Regions from separate parts of the Mus musculus genome. Here region 1 is linked to region 2. Evidence: chromatin contacts called from public HiChIP or PLAC-seq data. All regions are on one chromosome and are shown on one strand. The core of a region is the stretch at or near the end of the contact, and the rest is flanking DNA. Distances in the headings are between cores, read along the strand shown.

Region 1 (5,553 bases), core at 1,371-3,870, 850 kb after region 2:
GGTCCTATCCCCTCAGTGTACATCCCCATGGCTGCCCACCAGCTGCTCCTGTCCTTCTTCTCCTCCCACTCTTCTTGTGTCCCCCCCCCAAGACTCTGACCCCCAACTTGCCTGGGGCCTGGGTCAGAGGAGAGACAAAGACAGGATTTATCACCAGTGTAGAGAAGCAGCTAGAGACCAGGGCTGAGGGCAAGGGCTGACCTCCCTGGGATGGGAGGAGACACTGGTCCGGATGCAAGGGTCTAGAAGGCTGGGCTCTCCTGGTTCCTGCCCATAACCTCCAGTGTTCTTACTCAGTTGGCTCCCCCTTTTCCCTGAAAACAGAGAAGACACCCCTGAGGCAATTTTTGGCCTCTAAAAGAAAATTTGAGAGGTGAACAGATGAGATCCATGTTACAAGGTCATTCTCTCATGACTGGAAACCAGAGGCAACCAGGCCTTCAGCTGTTTCTGAGGCTAGGAAGATGTGGTACAGAGGGCTGCTTCCTAATATAGAGAGGGTTCTCGGGGCAAACCTGTCAGGTCACCAGCGGAATAGGGGTCTTGAAAGACAGGAGGCAAGTCCCATCTGAAGATAAAACAGCAGGACTGCTCCTACTCCTGAGAGTCAGTTTCCCCCCTGAGGTGGTACTCAAAGGACAAAGAAATCTGCCTTTGAAGCAAACACAGTTGACCTAAAATTGTCCACTGAGCAGACAGGACATGTGCTGGAAGAGAGGCCAGTATGATCCAAGGAAGTTCTGAGAAACCAGACTGTATATCTTCTGTGGATAAATCCTGAGGTTCCCCTCCAGCTGCCCTTAGAGACATCTCCAGAGCCTTGGTGCTCCTGGCATCCAGTGCCCTGGTGAGAGCTCACCTTACCTTACTGTTTCCAAGGATAGACACTAGAGTGAACTCCAGGCAAGAGCTAGGTGGGAGAGCTACTGAGCCCTCACCTCAGTCACCCCAATCCATTCCTACCCAGGACTGGTGAGGGAAAACGGGGTTTGCTTTCAGACTGCTCTACGAGGAGCAATCATTGACTCAATTTCTGATGAAATGCTAGAAGTTGGAAATTTTACTGCGAAGGGTAATGGATTGGGAGAAAACAAAAGAATGGGGGGGGGCAGGAAAAGGGAGAAGAGATCCTGTCTTTTTTCCTTATTCTCTCATCCCCCGATTGAGGAGGCAGATTTACAGCCTTGGTGTTGGGGGGAGGTGAGCATAAGGAAGACAGATCTGCAGTTTTGCCCTCTGAGTGTCTGGGTACTTAGCTTTAACTCCCCCATTAGCATCAATCCCCATCTTGCTGCCCATCCGTCTTCTGACATCAGCTCCTTCCTCTCTGTGTAGGCCAGGCTTTCTGACCCTAAGTGGCTCTTAAAGGGCCAGTCTAGACCCTTCTCTTTCCCTCCTCTCAGTGGGAGGAGGTGGGGACAGCAAGCTGGAGCCTGTGCATATGTATACTGTGGCCATCCTTGCTGAGGCCAGTGTCACCGAGGGCATGGGGAGTGGGGAGGCAGGGTGACTTTCCCAGTTCTCTGTGGACCTCCCTTATGTCACAGCCTCTATCTTTGTCTGCTAACTCTCCAAACCTTGAGCAAAGACGTTGCTGGCCAGTGGTTGAGGACTAGAGAAGGCATGTGGATCCTTAGGCAGATCCTTCTTCCCTCCCTCTTTTCCCGGAGGCCCAGGGCAAGGAGTGTTTTTAATTTTCAGCCAGCAGTGGGAGTGGACAGGTTGGGAACCGCGGCTCCTAGGAGATGCATTGGGCGCCACATTCCTAGCCTCCTTTCCCAGGGATCCAGACAAATCCCTTCTCTGTGAGGGAGACATCAAGTCCTAGAAATCTGCTTGTGTTTGCTGTCTCCAATTCATTCCTCAGCAACTGAACTTAAGAGGCACAGGAAGAGAGCACACTTCTCTCGGTCCTCTGCAGAAAGGCTGTAACCGCCCTCCAGGGTCTCCAAGAACGATGCTCACAAAGTTCTTCCCTGACCTGCCTTCCATCCTTTCTGCTGCAAAACTGCAGGCATCGGAGGGGGTTCTCAAGGGCCGTACCTTTCTAACTTTCTTACTGGTTTCTGAAGCCCACCACCCACAGCCCTGGGGCTCCCTCTGGCTCAAGATGAGAGGGAGCCGCTGGTAGGGTCCTTGGGAAAGTGGCCCCGTCCGAAATAGGAGCTCTCACTGTACCCCAGCGGCCCCTTATTTATCACCCTCCAAACCTCAAAGAAGCATAAATATTCCTAATTCCTGAAGGCCGAGCCTGAGCTCGTAAATCTAAGCTGGGGTGGGAGTGGGAGGGGGGGTTGGGAGGGGTCCCGCGCAACAAACGCGACACAGCTCCCACGGGCTGCGCGCCGCCGGCCTCCGGCCCGCCAAATTCCCCGCTGTCTCGGCCGGTCACTCGCAGAGCCGCTCCGGAAGCGGCGTGACGGGCACGCGCGGCGAGCACGCGAGTACAAGGGATGCGGGGGAGGGGCGCGCGGCCTCGTTCCCAGCCGCGCCCCACCCCCCTCGGCGCCCACCAGGCTGTAAATCAGGGCCGAGGCCGCTGGACCAATAGCATCGCGACTCGTAAATCGGCCTGTCAAGATCAGCCAATGAAACGTGGCGTTAAATCAAGTCCTGTCAGAGCTCGGCCAATGAGAGACTCTGGGCTGACCATAAATCTGTCTGCAGGAGACAGCGAAAGAGAGAGAGTGTGCTGCGAGCGGGCAGGCGGGGCCGTGGGGGAGGCGCGAATCGGGGACCCTCGGGCGGGCGCGGGCGCGGGCGCGGGCGGGTGGCGCGGGCAGGCGAGAGACTGCAGTCTGCTCGAGAGACGCCCAAATGGAGAGGGACAAAGACAGGCTTCGACAGGGCGCGGGCTCCCGCGGGTGACTGACAAAGATAGTGGTGGGTGTACAGGCATTGACTGGGTCCCATCCTAACACTCACGCCCCAAGAGAGAATACCCCAGAAAGCCTCGCTTTCCGTTTTCTTTCTTCCAGCTCAGCCTTTATTGAAATTAGGAACGGAGATGTGTGCAGAGGGTGAAGGGTGAGAAAGCAGCTTGCTTGCTAAATTTCTGTCCTTCGGTTTTGGGACTCTTGTGTCCTCTGAGTCATTCCCCAGCCCCCCAACCCTCCCGCAATTGAAGATTAGGAAGCCACTCTGATGTCTAACTGCAATCCCTATCGCTGTTCCCTCTACTCTGAGGAAGATTTTGAATTGCCTTCAAGGAATGTGAAAAAAGAACCCTTTTACAAGCCTTCAGAGAGTTGTCAACCTTCAAGATCTTGGAAGGACTGAATGGGAAGGACTTTTAGGGTTTGCCTGATCATATGACCTAGCTTCAGCAACGCAGCTGTTTTGTAGTGGTTAGTCTTTATTGCTGGTAACAGCTCTGGTTAGACTTTGCCCTCAAACCACAGTTTATCACTTACTAGCCCTTTGACTTTGAACAAATTAACCTGTTAGTATTTGTTTTCCCATTTGTAAGAAAGTATAATTGATTGTCATGGGAATTTTATGCCTACATGAAACATCTTTGCAGAATTTAGCACTACAAAGAGTGTCCCCTACTCTCAGCTTTCTACAGATCATGAAACTTGAAGCCTAGAGTGGTCCAGAGGTCTCAAGTTCATGGAAGTGTCACTCGGGTCTTTGGCCTAGCCTCAGCTGCACAGTCCCAGGTTGCACCTGGCCTGTCTGAATCCCGTCTCTGTAGCCTCAGCTTGCTATTTGTTTGTGGGCCGTGAAGAACATCTAGAAACACGGGCTCTGGATTAGCAAGATAGACTACTGGTCCTCATTGGGGTTGGGGGTGGAGGGGGTGGAGTTGAACTGTCTTTTTGTTGGTGTTGTTGTTTGTTTGTTTTTTTTTTTGAGACAGGGTTTCTCTGTGTATCCCTGGCTGTCCTGGAACTCACTCTGTAGACCAGGCTGGCCTCGAACTCTGAAATCCACCTGCCTCTGCCTCCCAAGTGCTGGGATTAAAGGCATGTGCCACCACTGCCCAGCCGGAGTGTCTTTTTATTTTGTCTTTTTATTTTCATTTCAATTCTTCAAGATTTTGTTGTTTCAAACCAGGCATTTGGGGATAGGAAGAGGCCGTATGCAGCGGGGCATCTTGTCAACCAACCCAGCTCAAACATCCCATTCTCAGTGGTCTCTTGGTGCTCACCCAGTACCCTGTCCCACCTTAGATAAAGGTAGAGGCTCTACTACTTCAGCATGATGACTCATACACAGTCCCCCCACCTCCCTTTTTTTTCTGGATCCTGAAGAAGGAAGACCAAGTATTCAAGGCCAGCATCAGCTACATAGTGATAGCCTGTTTCAAATGAAATTAAAAGAAAACCAATGGTTTCAGCAAGGATTACATGCCTGTAAATTTGCACTCTGAGGTCTGAGGCTGTAGGGCCATGAGCTCCACATGGTAAAATTATCAAAAAACAAAACATCCTTCCTCAGTCTTCATTTTCTAGTATTCAAGTATGCTGATTCAAATCCTGGGCCTCCACCCCTGGTCAGGGATCTTGCTGGCACTTACAATACTCAACCGGAAGTAAAAAAGGAAGCACAGGGAAACAGCGCCACCTGGTGGTCTTTGTGCTTTCAGGCCGTATTTACAGAATGGTGGTGCTTGAGAAGTCAGGGGTGTGCCCTGTGGGGCTTTCTTCAGCCCGTAGAGGAAAAATGGAGGAAGAGAGCCTCCAGGTACAGCGGCCACCCGCTAAGCTTGGTTCCATTTCCCCGGAGCACAGGCTCCACCTTGACTATCCCCTTGTATGGGGTGCAGTGGGCAGGATTCACTGCAAGGGTATAACCTGTAGTGTTGAATAAACCTCCTGGCCTGGATGGAGGATTTTGGCAGTAGTGGTGAGCAGTTAAGGGCTGTTTTATTAAGGAAAAAGGCACACACCTGTAATTACTCTGTGGCTCTCGTTGCAGGACGATCTTGAATTTGAGGGCAAATTGGGCTACATATGATGATGTCTCAAAGGAAAAATAAAAGGGAGAGAGAAAGCTAATTCTCTATCTGGAACCCTGTCAGTCACAGGCTACATCTATCCCTGGATAGCTGCTCTCTAAATGGCTTTGACACAGGTCACCCCAAATCTCAACTACTAAATTCCAGTTCTGACTCTGGCCTAAATCCTCCTTTCTCACGTAACCACTCCTGGACGTTAAAAGCATTCAATGCGGAGTTAGGGAAGTAGGCTTCGAAGTGCATATTATGCAAATATAGAATCTGTGTCTGTATCTCCAACATTTATGTAAAAATTGGTCAAGGCAGTGCATGACTGTAATCCTAGCATTAGGGAGGTCGTGTCAGTAGGGTCACTCGCTGGAGCTTGCTGGCCAGTCAATCTAGTCAAATTTTGGAGCCCCAGAAATACTGTTGCAAAAACTAAGATGGAAATAAACCGAGGAAGAACACACACACACACACACACACACACACACACACAAAAGCATGCACGCAAGCGCCAAGTGTGAGGGGGGGATGCAATGTCTTTATTAATAATTAACCACACTCCTTGGGTCACACAGGGTTGACACACTGATTCCTGAATGGGA
Region 2 (5,885 bases), core at 1,789-4,288:
GAGGTGAGCGAGGTTACCTAGGCAGCAGTTGCCCAGGAGCACCAGGGGGTGGCGCTATACCTCGCTTGGCATAGTACTTACAGAACATTCGGGAAGCCCTGGGTTCCATCCCTAGCACTGCATAAGCAGTGTGGCAGGTCCTTGTAATCCTAGCACAGGGAAGGTGGAGGCCGGAGCTGATCTGGAGCTGTAGGCAGGCAGGGAGGATCAACATTTCAAAGTCAGAGGCTGGAGAGAGAGGGCTAAGTTAGGAGCACTTGCTGCTCTTTCAGGGAACCAGGGTTTAGTTTCCAGTGCTCCTATTAGCAAGTTCACAGATGCCCATAATTCTCGCTCTAGGGTACCCGAGGCCCTCTTCGGGCCTCTGTGGGCACCTCCATGCACAGGTGCACATACAGACGAACAGACAGACAAACAGCACATATACTACATTGCTTCTACAGCACAAACACTAAATTAAAACAATACAGAGATTATTGTTGTCCCTGTACAAGGGTAACCCACAAAGTTGGGAAGCATTTCATATATTTTAAAAAGCTTTCTTTAAAAAAATAAATATATATGTTTTCCTTCATATTCTATACATTAAGAATACAATTTTGGGATGGAGAGATGGCTCAACAGTTAAGAGCAATGACCACTCTTCCAGAGGTCCTGAGTTCAACCCCCAACAACCACACGGTGGCTCACAACCATCTGTAATGGGATCTGATTACCCTCTCCTGGTGTTTCTGAAAATGGCTTCAGTGTACTCTTATACATCCCCGAATGTATACATTAAGAATAAATTTTCAAGCCAGGCGTGGTGGCACACGCCTTTAATCCCAGCACTTTGGAGGCAGAGGCAGGCAGATTTCTGAGTTCGAGGCCAGCCTGGTCTACAAAGTGAGTTCCAGGACAGCCAGGGCTACGCAGAGAAACCCTGTCTCGGAAAAAGCAAAAAAAAAAAAAAAAAAAGAATAAATTTTCATCTTACCCTAATGTATTAATTTCTATCTATAAATATATAGGCAGAGATATAGATGCAGGTAAGCAGGATTTATTAGAATGATTTACAGGCTGCAACCCAGCAAATCCAACAATGACTGGCTGTAAGCAGGAAGTCCAACAGTCCAGTACAGTCCACGTGCTTGGATGTCTTCAGTACATGGTGGACTCCCAAAGAACTAGGCTTTAATGCCGGTAAAGAAATGGACTTTCCTTTCCAGGAGAGAACAAACTGGCCAAGAGCAAAGTGTCCTTCTTCAGTGTCCTTATCTAGGTTTCCAGCAGATGGTATGGCCCAGGTTAGAGGTGTGTCTTCCCACTTCAAAATCTAGATTAAGTAATCTATTCACCTACTTCAGGTTAAGAAGAAAAAAAAAAAGGTGTGTCCCGACAACCAAGAATAGTTATCACACCTAATAAAAATTGTTGTAAATATTTGTAAAAGTTTGAGATCATCTTGGCAACATAGCAGGCTGAGGCCATCCTAAACTGAGTGTGAGATCCTGTCTCAAAAATAAATAAAAGTGCCGGGCATGGTGGCGCATGCCTTTAATCCCAGCCCTCGGGAGGGAGAGGCAGGAGGATTTCTGAGTTCGAGGCCAGCCTGGTCTACAGAGTGAGTTCCAGGACAGCCAGGGCTATACAGAGAATACCCTGTCTTGGAAAAAAAATAAAAAAAAATAAAATAAAATAAAATAAAATAAAATAAAATAAAAGTGTAGAGGGTGGGGAGAGGAATGTAGACAGCTAAGGTCCAGGCCTTGTGTGGCTTGTGGGAAAGTCCTTGATTTATTCATCATTTTATCTATGAACAGGGTCTCATGTAGCGCAGGATGACCTAAAACTCTCTGTGTTGCCAAGGGTGACCTTGAACTCAGGATCCTGTAAGCCCTATCTGCAAAGTGCTGGGGTTAGCTGGGCTTGGTGGCCCACACCTTTAACCCTAGCACTCGGGAGGCAGAGGCAGGTGGATTTCTGAGTTCGAGGCCAGCCTGGTCTACAAAGTGAGTTCCAGGACAGCCAGGGCTATACAGAGAAACTCTGTCTCGAAAAACCAAAAAAAAAAAATTCTGAGAGTTGTGGCTTGCTTTTGTTTTTCTAGCACCCGAGAGAGAGAGAGAGAGAGAGAGAGAGAGAGAGAGAGAGAGATATGGGATGACTGCTTTTCATCCAAAGTCAACCCAAGTCATACTGGTAGATTGTCTCAAAAACATCAAAACCAAAAATGAATTCACTTAGTTACCCAGAACAATGACATGAAACTATAACTGCACCATCTGCTGAACACATTGAAACCCTGTCTCTTATCTTTCTACAAAAAAAGAACCACAGGCTGTGGTTCTAGCAGCTGGCAACATTGAAGCCCAGGGCTGGGACTCAGCAGAACTTCCTCCTTTTGTTCTCTGAGGCCTTTTTTTGTTTGTTTGTTTTTGTTGTTATTTTCCGAGTCAGAGACAGGGCTGGTCTGTGTGGCTCTGGCTGTCTTGGAACTCACTATGCAGACCATGCTGGTTTCAAACTCAGAGATTCACCTGCCTCTGCCTCCTGAGTTCAGGGACTAAAGGTGTTGTGCCATCATGACAGAGCTCTCTCTGAGGTTTTATGTAGGGTTCCCTAAGAAGCTAATATTGTCTTTAAATTCTGATTCTCTTCCTCCATTTCCAAAATGCTAGGTTACAGACAAGTCTACCCATCAAGCAGGCACTTGGTGCACATACACTGAGGCAAAACACTCATACACATTAAAAAAAAAAATCTTAAAATTTAAGCAAAACAACAACAAAAAAAAACAGTGAGAGTTTATCTCGTTGGCTCAGGTCCTTGCTTGGAGCTGACCCCGCCTCGGTCCCGCCCTAAGGAGCATTTCCGCTGCGTCTCCGTATTTCACCTGTATGTATTTCACAACGCAATGTTTTCTCCCTAAGGCTCCGCCTGGCGGCCAGCGCAACGGTTTCCTCCTTGTTTAGTTGGACCACAGCGATTGACAAGTCAGTTCTCCAATCATCGTGTCAAAGTGATCACATAATTATTAACTAGGTCACAGGGGCGGTGCGGAAGTATAGAATGAATAGGAGTGACCAGGAAGTGCGAACCCAGACTGAGAAGGAGGACAGGAGCGGGCTGGCGATCTGGGAAGGTGACAGGGCATCTGGCCTCCCAAATTCCATCTCTCCTCTTAGCTGGGCCAGGGATCCATTTATTCCTGAGAACTAAGAACTCCATTTGCTCTTTGGGGGTTGTGTGTGTGTTCTAAGAGTTTTGGGACCTGGAGTGTCTTTCTTGATATTCAGGATGGGATTATTTGTTTGTTTATTTATTTATTTTTATTTATTTGTTTATTTTAGCTTCACTTCAGGGGTGCCCCCGGGGCGAGCAGGGAGTTTAGGTCCCATCTCACACTACGGATGCTTAAAGGCCTCCGGTCCCTTTCCAGGGAGAGGGAAATGAGACTTCTCCATCCAGGTGAGATAGTGAAAGTGGGAGGGGCCCTGGGAAGAGAGTTCCTGTGATTTAAATCCTGGGCTAGAGTAGGCTATGAGGATGCGGGAAAGAAAAAGGGAACTTTTTTTTTTGTTTTGTTTTTGTTTGTTTGTTTGTTTTTGTTATTTCGAGACAGGGTTTCTCTGTATAGCTCCAGCTGTCCTGGAACTTACTTTGTAGACCAGGCTGGCCTCATTCGCCTGCCTCTGCCTCCCAAGTGCTGGTATTAAAGGTGTGCACCCCCACGCCCAGCAGGGAACTTTTTTTCATTTCCTTTTGTTTTGGGTTTGACACAGGGTAGCTCTAGCTGTCCTGTAACTCTTTTTCGACCAGGCTGGTCTGGAACTCAGAGATCCACCTGCCTCTGTTTCCAGAGTGCAGCCCATTTTTAAGTGGAGGTTTATCTGTGAGAGTCTTGGTAGGGTGGAGGCTGTAGGGTGGGGCTCGGGTTCTCGAAAATCCTCCTCCCTTCCTGGAACCTTCAGACTTTGCCTGGTTTACTTCCTAGGCTTGAGCTAACATCTCGACATGTGGAATCCTAATGCTGGTAAGTTCCTGGGGGCTCTCCTCTGACCTGCCCCAGCCCATTTTGCAATGAAACAGGAAGTTTCTATCTATCCCCGCAGCCCCAAGCAAAAGCAAAGCCACCGGACCACTGCTAGTTACCAAGTTCTGCCTTTCCATAAGGCTTAAGAACGGTAGTGATTTGTATTATGTGTTGATAGAGGTTCCGGACAGTTCTAATCTTTATTCTCGGATTCTTCTTCCAGGACCGAATCCATATCCACCCCAAGTTGTGTGCCCAGGAGGTTCCAATCCTGCCTGTCCACCACCTCTCAATCCTGCCTTTCCCCCTGGCCCCTGTCCTCCCGGAATTCCCCAGGGAAACCCAGCTTTCCCTCCGTGTCGTCCCCCTTATCCTGTACCACAACCAGGGTGTCCAGGATACCAACCCTCAGGTCCCTACCCTCCCCCATACCCACCACCTGCTCCTGGCATGTGCCCCGTGAATCCTCCGGCTCCTGGCATGGTGGGTCCCGGAATCGTGATAGACAAGAAGACTCGGAAGAAAATGAAGAAAGCTCATAAGAAGTCGCACAAGCATCACAAGCACGGGAAGGTCAGTGTCATCTGGAGCCTGGCTGGGGAAGGAGCTCCGTTCAGAGGGACCAGGGGTGATCAGGAGTTGGGGAAGGACTTTCACGGTTTGTGGGCACAGGCGATGGTGTGTGGGAGCGGTAGCCCGCAACCTTGTCGCTTTAGCAGATGTAGATGGTTTTTCCTTTAAGTAAGGGGATCCTCCTGAAAGGAGTTTAGTAATATTGAGGCATCAGATCACTCCCATCTGCCAAGGAAAAGTGAAGGGGTGCGGGGAGGATTTCTGTGCCAAAAGCCCTCGACCTTCTTTACCTAACTCTTTCCCAGTAACTTCCCTCACCCACCCCGGGTGTATCCTTTGGTAAATTGGACACACCCACTGAGGTTGTCTAAATGTCAAAAGAGTGACAAAGCACAGTGACAAAGCATAATAGTTTACTGAGTGGTCATATGGCCCTTAGTTCCTGGATTTTCTTTATCTCCTTCAGTATTCCCTGGTACTGAGTTAATTCCCTGGACGAGCCTTCTGTGACTCAGCCTCCAGCAAAGCCTGGGGTGAAAGGGGATTTTCCTTCACAAGACCAGTACAGTCCTTCCACAGGAACCCATTAGTGAGGGGGGGAGTTCCCCTGAGGACTCAGGAAGACCTCAGTCTGAAACTTGAGGCTTCGAATAGACTTTATGCCCGTGTTTGTTTGCTCCGTGGATCTGGGCTCTAGTTCCTGAGTCTGGGTCTTAGGTAGACATGTGGGGAGTAGGGAAGGAAATGAGACACTAACCAGGGAGAGTACCCCGAGAGTCTAAAAACATTTTTTTTTTTTTTACGGTAGTTGATGGAGGTATGTCTGTGTGGATCCTGGGATGGGATTTCTCCAGCCATCTGTCTGTCTCTGCCATCTTCCCCACTTTTTCCCCTAGTGGGACTTAGAAATACAGCATGGCCCACACGGTGGCCGTTCCTACCCTCCCTGAGGTGCAGAGAGATTCTAGTTTGTCATTCTTTTTTTTTTTTTTTTTTTTTTTTTTTTTTCAACACAGGGTTTCTCTGTATAGCCCTGGCTGTCCTGGAACTCACTTTGTAGACCAGGTTGGCCTTGAACTCAAGAAATCCGCCGGCCTCTGCCTCTGGGTTTAAAGGCGTGCGCCACCACCTGGCTAGTTTGTCATTCCTTAAAACAAACAAGGAGGGATGATTAAGGTAGCAGCAGCCTCCCACACCCTGCTCCACTTTCCTGGTCCTAGCTAGGTGTGGAAACTTGGTTGGAAGGCAATGTGTTGAGGTTGAGGACAATTTAATCCATTCTTGTACCTTCCCTGCT

What was found. HiChIP or PLAC-seq counts read pairs in DNA pulled down with a chosen protein or histone mark.
Region 1: a contact with region 2 is called in a FOXA1 HiChIP or PLAC-seq map of pancreatic cancer cells. The contact joins the enhancer-like site here to the promoter of Prr13 in region 2. A contact is called at or near these places in 2 of 39 promoter capture datasets (hippocampal neurons and pre-B cells), 1 of 484 Hi-C or Micro-C datasets (embryonic stem cells) and 3 of 115 datasets of contacts at active chromatin or transcription factors (bone marrow-derived macrophages, microglia and pancreatic cancer cells).

What each region holds. Positions count from the first base shown.
Region 1 is chr15:103,302,766-103,308,318 of GRCm38.p6, forward strand. Gpr84 (G protein-coupled receptor 84) reads right to left here. Exons shown (of 2, transcript NM_030720.2): 2 at 5,470-5,553. Among named protein-coding and RNA genes, the nearest start is that of Gpr84, 4.9 kb to the right of the region's middle. Within about 2 kb of position 2,621, at least 354 of the 459 cell types and tissues checked have an H3K27ac peak or open chromatin away from gene starts, as enhancers often do. A contact at or near this core is called in bone marrow-derived macrophages, hippocampal neurons, microglia and 1 more, where this site is marked.
Region 2 is chr15:102,456,132-102,462,016 of GRCm38.p6, forward strand. It overlaps Prr13 (proline rich 13), which reads left to right and starts at 3,039. Exons shown (of 4, transcript NM_001170911.1): 1 at 3,039-3,124; 2 at 3,977-4,015; 3 at 4,239-4,588. The coding sequence starts at 3,997. It also overlaps the pseudogene Gm24128.